2 separate regions of the Anser cygnoides genome follow, and region 1 is linked to region 2. Evidence: chromatin contacts called from public Hi-C data. All regions are on one chromosome and are shown on one strand. The core of a region is the stretch at or near the end of the contact, and the rest is flanking DNA. Distances in the headings are between cores, read along the strand shown.

What was found. Hi-C and Micro-C count contacts between places; a contact is called where the count stands out from the background.
Region 1: a contact with region 2 is called in a Hi-C map of liver, with 8 times the contacts expected there. The contact joins two enhancer-like sites. A contact is called at or near these places in 2 of 7 Hi-C or Micro-C datasets (both in liver).

What each region holds. Positions count from the first base shown.
Region 1 is chr5:20,983,158-20,985,857 of Taihu_goose_T2T_genome, reverse strand. The region is part of intron 1 of LOC125182190 (a long non-coding RNA gene); the gene reads right to left. Among named protein-coding and RNA genes, the nearest start is that of EGLN3, 18 kb to the left of the region's middle. Within about 2 kb of position 1,272, at least 2 of the 3 cell types and tissues checked have open chromatin away from gene starts, as enhancers often do. A contact at or near this core is called in liver, where this site is marked.
Region 2 is chr5:20,361,479-20,364,178 of Taihu_goose_T2T_genome, reverse strand. The region is part of intron 2 of CD151 (CD151 molecule (Raph blood group)); the gene reads left to right. Among named protein-coding and RNA genes, the nearest start is that of CD151, 16 kb to the left of the region's middle. Within about 2 kb of position 1,433, at least 2 of the 3 cell types and tissues checked have open chromatin away from gene starts, as enhancers often do. A contact at or near this core is called in liver, where this site is marked.

The sequences.
Region 1 (2,700 bases), core at 23-2,522, 620 kb before region 2:
GGTATGGCAATTAGCCAAACTGACAAAATGGCAGTATTTCACTTAAGTATCTTTTTATTTTCTCTCTCCCATGTAAGTACATCCATTTCCACATTTATTCCATTATCTTTCACTAATACAAGAAATAATTGTGAGACTGAGGTTTTCCTTCATAAATGTTTCTATGCACCATTGATTTTATTTCAGCTTTGTTGTGGTTACACTAACAAAAGCAAGCATTTGAGCTACGAGTGGTTTTGTCTGAGCCATCATCTTTCACCTGATGGCTTTTTTGGTTTAACACGGGCTATTTACATTTAGCTTTTGGAATTAGAGTAATAAGAGCAGGAAAGGACCTCAGGAGGTCACCCATTGCCTCCCCCTGCTGCAGGGCAGAGCCAAACAGCTAAACCACAGCTAAGCAGATCTGAGTTCTCCCTAGCTGTTGACACCTGACCGATGCCCACACAATATCCACTGGTGGCCATTTACCTCAGCTTCAAGATCTGATCTACTTACAGGTGCTGTAACTGCTAACAGGTGATGTGACTCATAGCGTCCATTACACACACAGCTCTTTTCATTTCATGCTTTTGCTGTGTCCTTTCACAACACTCTGCATCTTCTGCAGGTCTGAAAATCTACACGTTGCAGTAGAAAGGACATTTCCACTATCCCTCTACCCAACACTATTGTCTGCAAACAGTTTACATCAGCCTCTGTGCTCTGTGATAAATCATCTGCTTTCACAACCCAGGGCAGTTATAAATAGCAACACATGATTTCACATTTTGTAAAACCCACAAAACTTCCCAAGAAACTGATTGCCCAACTAAAATGCAGGAAAAAGGGCAAAATTAACTATAATGCACCAGGTAAGCAAAACGTCTTGAGACTTTTTTTTTCTGTTTCCTTTCATTTGGAAAGCACTCAGACACAAGTGTCATTTCTAAAATGATGAAGTTTGTTGAGGCTGCAAAGAGCTTTCCTTGAAAATCCTTTTGCTCAGCAGGAATTCCACTGGGAGAATGTGGCTTGGATAATGAAGTGATCTCAAAGTTGGTGGTCTGTGTTCTAGGAATACATTACTTATTCATATGTGGGACTTCGTTGTTTTTCCTGCAGCATTCATCTTCATACTGTCCTGTATCTTTAAAGTTTCCATGGAAAGGCACGTATCTTTTGCAGGAACTTGTGTGTAACTATACAGAAGTTATCTACAGCAAAATATGCATGGGAGAAAAAAATATTTCACTGAGCAGGAATTTTGCTATCAAGTTTTGGATTTCATCCTCAAAACGGTGCCTCCCTTCACAATAATGGATGAGTTAGAAAAATATTCCCAGCTTCTCTTCAGAAGGGGAACACCAGCCAATGAGCATATTGCCCTATCAGCTGCTGCACTGGATCTCAGTAATAACCCCAGCTCATTGCCCCAGAAACCTTTTGTCTTTGTGCTTTTTCTGACAAAACAGCATTAACAAATTCTACAATTTAAAACCTTCGAGAGTTTTTTTTTCCCCCTCTCTGAATGGGAGTTATCTGGTGCAATGTGTTTACACAATATAATCAACAGTAAACCCTAACTAGGGTAATCCCAAGAAGAGGAACCTGATGGTTTGGAACAGATTTAAAATAACCAGAAAGGGCACAGATCTGACGTGCAATGACATATTCCAAGTGCTCTAAATACACAAGACCTTTCAACCCATTAGAAATGATAAGCTTCATCCCACTGCATCATAAGAAGAAAATAAACCACACTAACCCTAATGCCTGCAAATAAAGCAAAGCATCGTAGCTGCTTTGTCAGAACTTGTATGACCTTCCTCTCTATAAAACATGCCTCATAACAATGGTGGGGTTAAGAATCAGAAGTAGGATACAATTTACATTACACAAAAATAAACTTAGAGATATTCAGCCACTGAGATACTAATTTCCTGATGTAAGTCCCAGGCAAAAATTAGAAACTGTAGTCCATTACTGCCTCAGGACGGTGCCCCTTGATATGCCTTATTATAAATCCCAGGGTAGCGCAGCATAGTAGGCTGAAAGAAAATGTTCTTGATGATGTACTGGAAACAGATGACTCTCAGTACCCCAACACTAAACTGAAACATTTTTCTATGCAGAATACTGTGGTTCTCGTAGAACCTGAGATAACTATAATGACTCTTTAATTATTAGCTGAGACTTATGACAAAATCTTTAGTATGACACTTTAGTAGTGTCATACTAAAAAATATTTCCAGGCATATTCACAGATGGCAGGCATATATCTAACTGCCTGTTAGTACAAGGACATGCAGAGGAGCATGTCTTGCACTCTTCACCATTAGAAAGTGATTGAGACGATGTCCTAAATTCCAGTGGTACAGCTGGAATGGATGTATATGTAGGACCCAATGCATATGAATCATCACACCAGCCAGATCCTGACCCTTCACTCAGTTTTTTCAGCTCCTCTTCAGGCAACATTCCCATTTACATTAATGTGACTACTTTCACAAGGGAAGGTCATAAGCATAAGAGTCATTGCACCGTTCCTAGAGGCAGATCATGACCCTTAAGTACACATTTATTGTAGAGCTGATAGGTAACTCATGGTGTAACACAGCTGATTGAAGAAGACATTTTTTGGCAAAAGAAATTAAGTGGAGTGAATTAACTTTATGGATCGAAACACAGTAAAGCACAGGAGGCCTACTGAGGAATGGA
Region 2 (2,700 bases), core at 184-2,683:
GGCTGTGTTTGCAGGAGGCAGGTAATGTTGGATTTGCAGCCATCTGGGAGCTGCGCTTTAGTAGCAGCGTAGGTGCAGCAGGATTTCCTTCAGCACATCGTTCTTGTGTGATGGGCTACACTTCTCCTTGGCTTACTGCTGGCATTTGTTATGGGGATGAGTGCAGTGTGAGGTGTAGGACCTTCTCTTTTGCCCCAGTTCATAACAATTATCTATAAAAGAGACAGCACTGACACATCAGATGCCATTTTTCTTGCCATCATTCATTGTTTTTAAGTATTGATTTATTTTTTTTCTTTTTTTCTTTCTTTTCTTTTTGGTTGCTTTTAATGGCCTGTGAGCTATTTCATTTGCTTTGGCATCGTTTCTTTACCATCCGTCAGATGCTGCTGCAGGGCAGGGTCTACAGAAAAAGCCTGCAGCCCTGGATTTCTTTGCTGTTTAATTAAGTACTGTACCTGTGCAAGTCGAGGCAGATGTACCGAGCAGAGTCTGCGATGACTAAATGAATGTCTAGCCAGCAGGAGTGTGCGTGTGTGCCTGCCACGTGCTTGCTGAGCTGAGATGGAGGTGCGTGCCTGTATATGCCTTTGGGTCTGCGAGGAAGAATACAGTGCTCTGACGTGGGATCGCAGAGCGAGCCCTGCCGTTGAGATTTTGGGTGCCTCAGTGCAGCCAAACAGCCGTTTGTGCGGTGCTTGTGTCGTGCAGAGCTCAGCACCCGGAGCTGGAGGTGCTCGGCTTCTGGTGCGTTCCTGTTGTCCCGCCTGTCCTAAGGATGAACTGTCATCCTTACTGTCGGGATCAGTAAGGTGAGAGCCCAAGAAAATCAGGCCGTGGAAGGGTTTCACTTTCGAAGTGCCCCCTGCACTCGTGCACCGCATGGTCTTAACCCGCCTGGGAGGCTGTGGCTTGGGGTCAGACACGGCAGGCTGAGCACTGAGTTTTTCCCATGTTTTTTTTCCTCCCACCTTTGTGCATTTTGTTTTAGAGCGTTATTTCTCATTGACACTTAGGTTGTGATGTGTGAGCACAGTAGGAACTTGCTCTTGATTTCTGGCAAATAAACGTCAAAATACCTCTTTTGGTTGTGTGACTAAATTACACTGCGTTTCTTTCCCAGATTTCTTTTTAAATTTAGCTTCCTGATGAAGCTACTGTCTATTGGATTGGAGCAAATGGACTTCGTTATGGAAGTGCTTTTGGTCTTTTAGCCACTTTTTCAATTAGAAAAACATTTCCTGTTATCAAGCTCATGTCTAATTAATATGTTTTTATGCATCTGTAAATACACCCCTGTGGCAAGCCTCACTGTTTTCTGTTCACTGGAGAGCTCGTTTATAATTATCTGGGTGATTCAGAACAGACCTTTGCCTCCGTGTTTTGAAATAGAATGCAGCTGTGCGTGTTAATTAACGTTGCTTGCTCTTGTCTGCTTTCGAGAGTGCTCCGTATCACTTCTGAGGGTCTGTTATCAGGATGACTGAGGCCAGGGGCCCCTGCCCACGCCACTGAACGCTGCTTGGGGCCCGGCGGCCCCCCGTGTTCGCCAAGGTGCTGTGCTTTTCGGGTCTTGTCGCCCATAGCCTTACCCCAGCTGTAACTGGCGAGCGTGGTGAGGGAGCAGCTCGCTGGGTGAGTCGGTGAGCTTGCAAGGGCCAGCCAGTGCCACCAGCTCTGCTCGGGGCTGGGAAGGATAGATCAAACAGGAGGCAGCCCTGATTGCTCTCTGATTCATGGCCTGCCATCCCCGTGTGAATCACCGCGCTCTGTAAACCCGCAGCTGTTCCCTGCCAGCGTGCTGGAAGCAGATCAATCCTCTCCTCCCAGCAGCGACGCTGAGCCACCTGAAAGGCACCGTGTGCAGTGCTCGGTGGAGCAGGACCTGCGGTGTGGAGGCGAATTTCAGGCTCGCTGTCATCTGCCTGCAAGTATCACCTGAGCTGTCAGCCTGCCCGGTCCTTGCCCAGAGCGAGATGCTGCTCGGTCGGATTTCTGAGGTCTCAGATCAGGAAGAGCTGCAAGTCTCTGTTCCTTGCTAGGGCCCAGCACCTGCTGCATGATGATCCGTGAAAATACCTGTGCTGGCTTCTTTTGGGGGGGCATATACTTTGAGGGGTACCTGTTTTGGGCTGTGCAGGTGTGCGTAGCTGTGGGAGCTTGTCTGGCTGCTGCCGTTCCTGTTCCGTGGCTAAATGGAGCCTCTGGGAGCTGTAAATCTGTCGCCTTTCATGAACAAGGCAGCTTCTCGTTGAGAACTGCAAGTCTGTTCAGAGCACACGGTGCCACCAACATCCATTCCTTCCCCCTGCCCCAGGCTTCTGTGCTGCAACGTGGTAATTAATCAACGTGGTAATTAGTGGGAGCATTGCCGGAGTTCCTGATCCTTCCAGAGGACCGGGAGTTATTCGCCTTGCTACGTGCCACCAGAGCTGCTCTCTTCACCAGTGAAAGTCCTTTCTGCTGCCAACTGGTTTGTCAGACACTGTCCTAGAGAAAAATGTTTGCGTGCGGAGGGCGAGGGGGCACGGGTGGGACCGCTGGGCATGTTCTCACCCTCACGCCCCCTGCTAGCTTTAGTAGTTTCTAAAGCACAGACCTGCCTGGGGTTTCCGAGTGGGCTGGAGTGAAGCAAAAGGAACCAATTTCCTGCAGACAAAATACAATTATGCTGCAGAATTGGCAGCTGCTCTTCCTAGC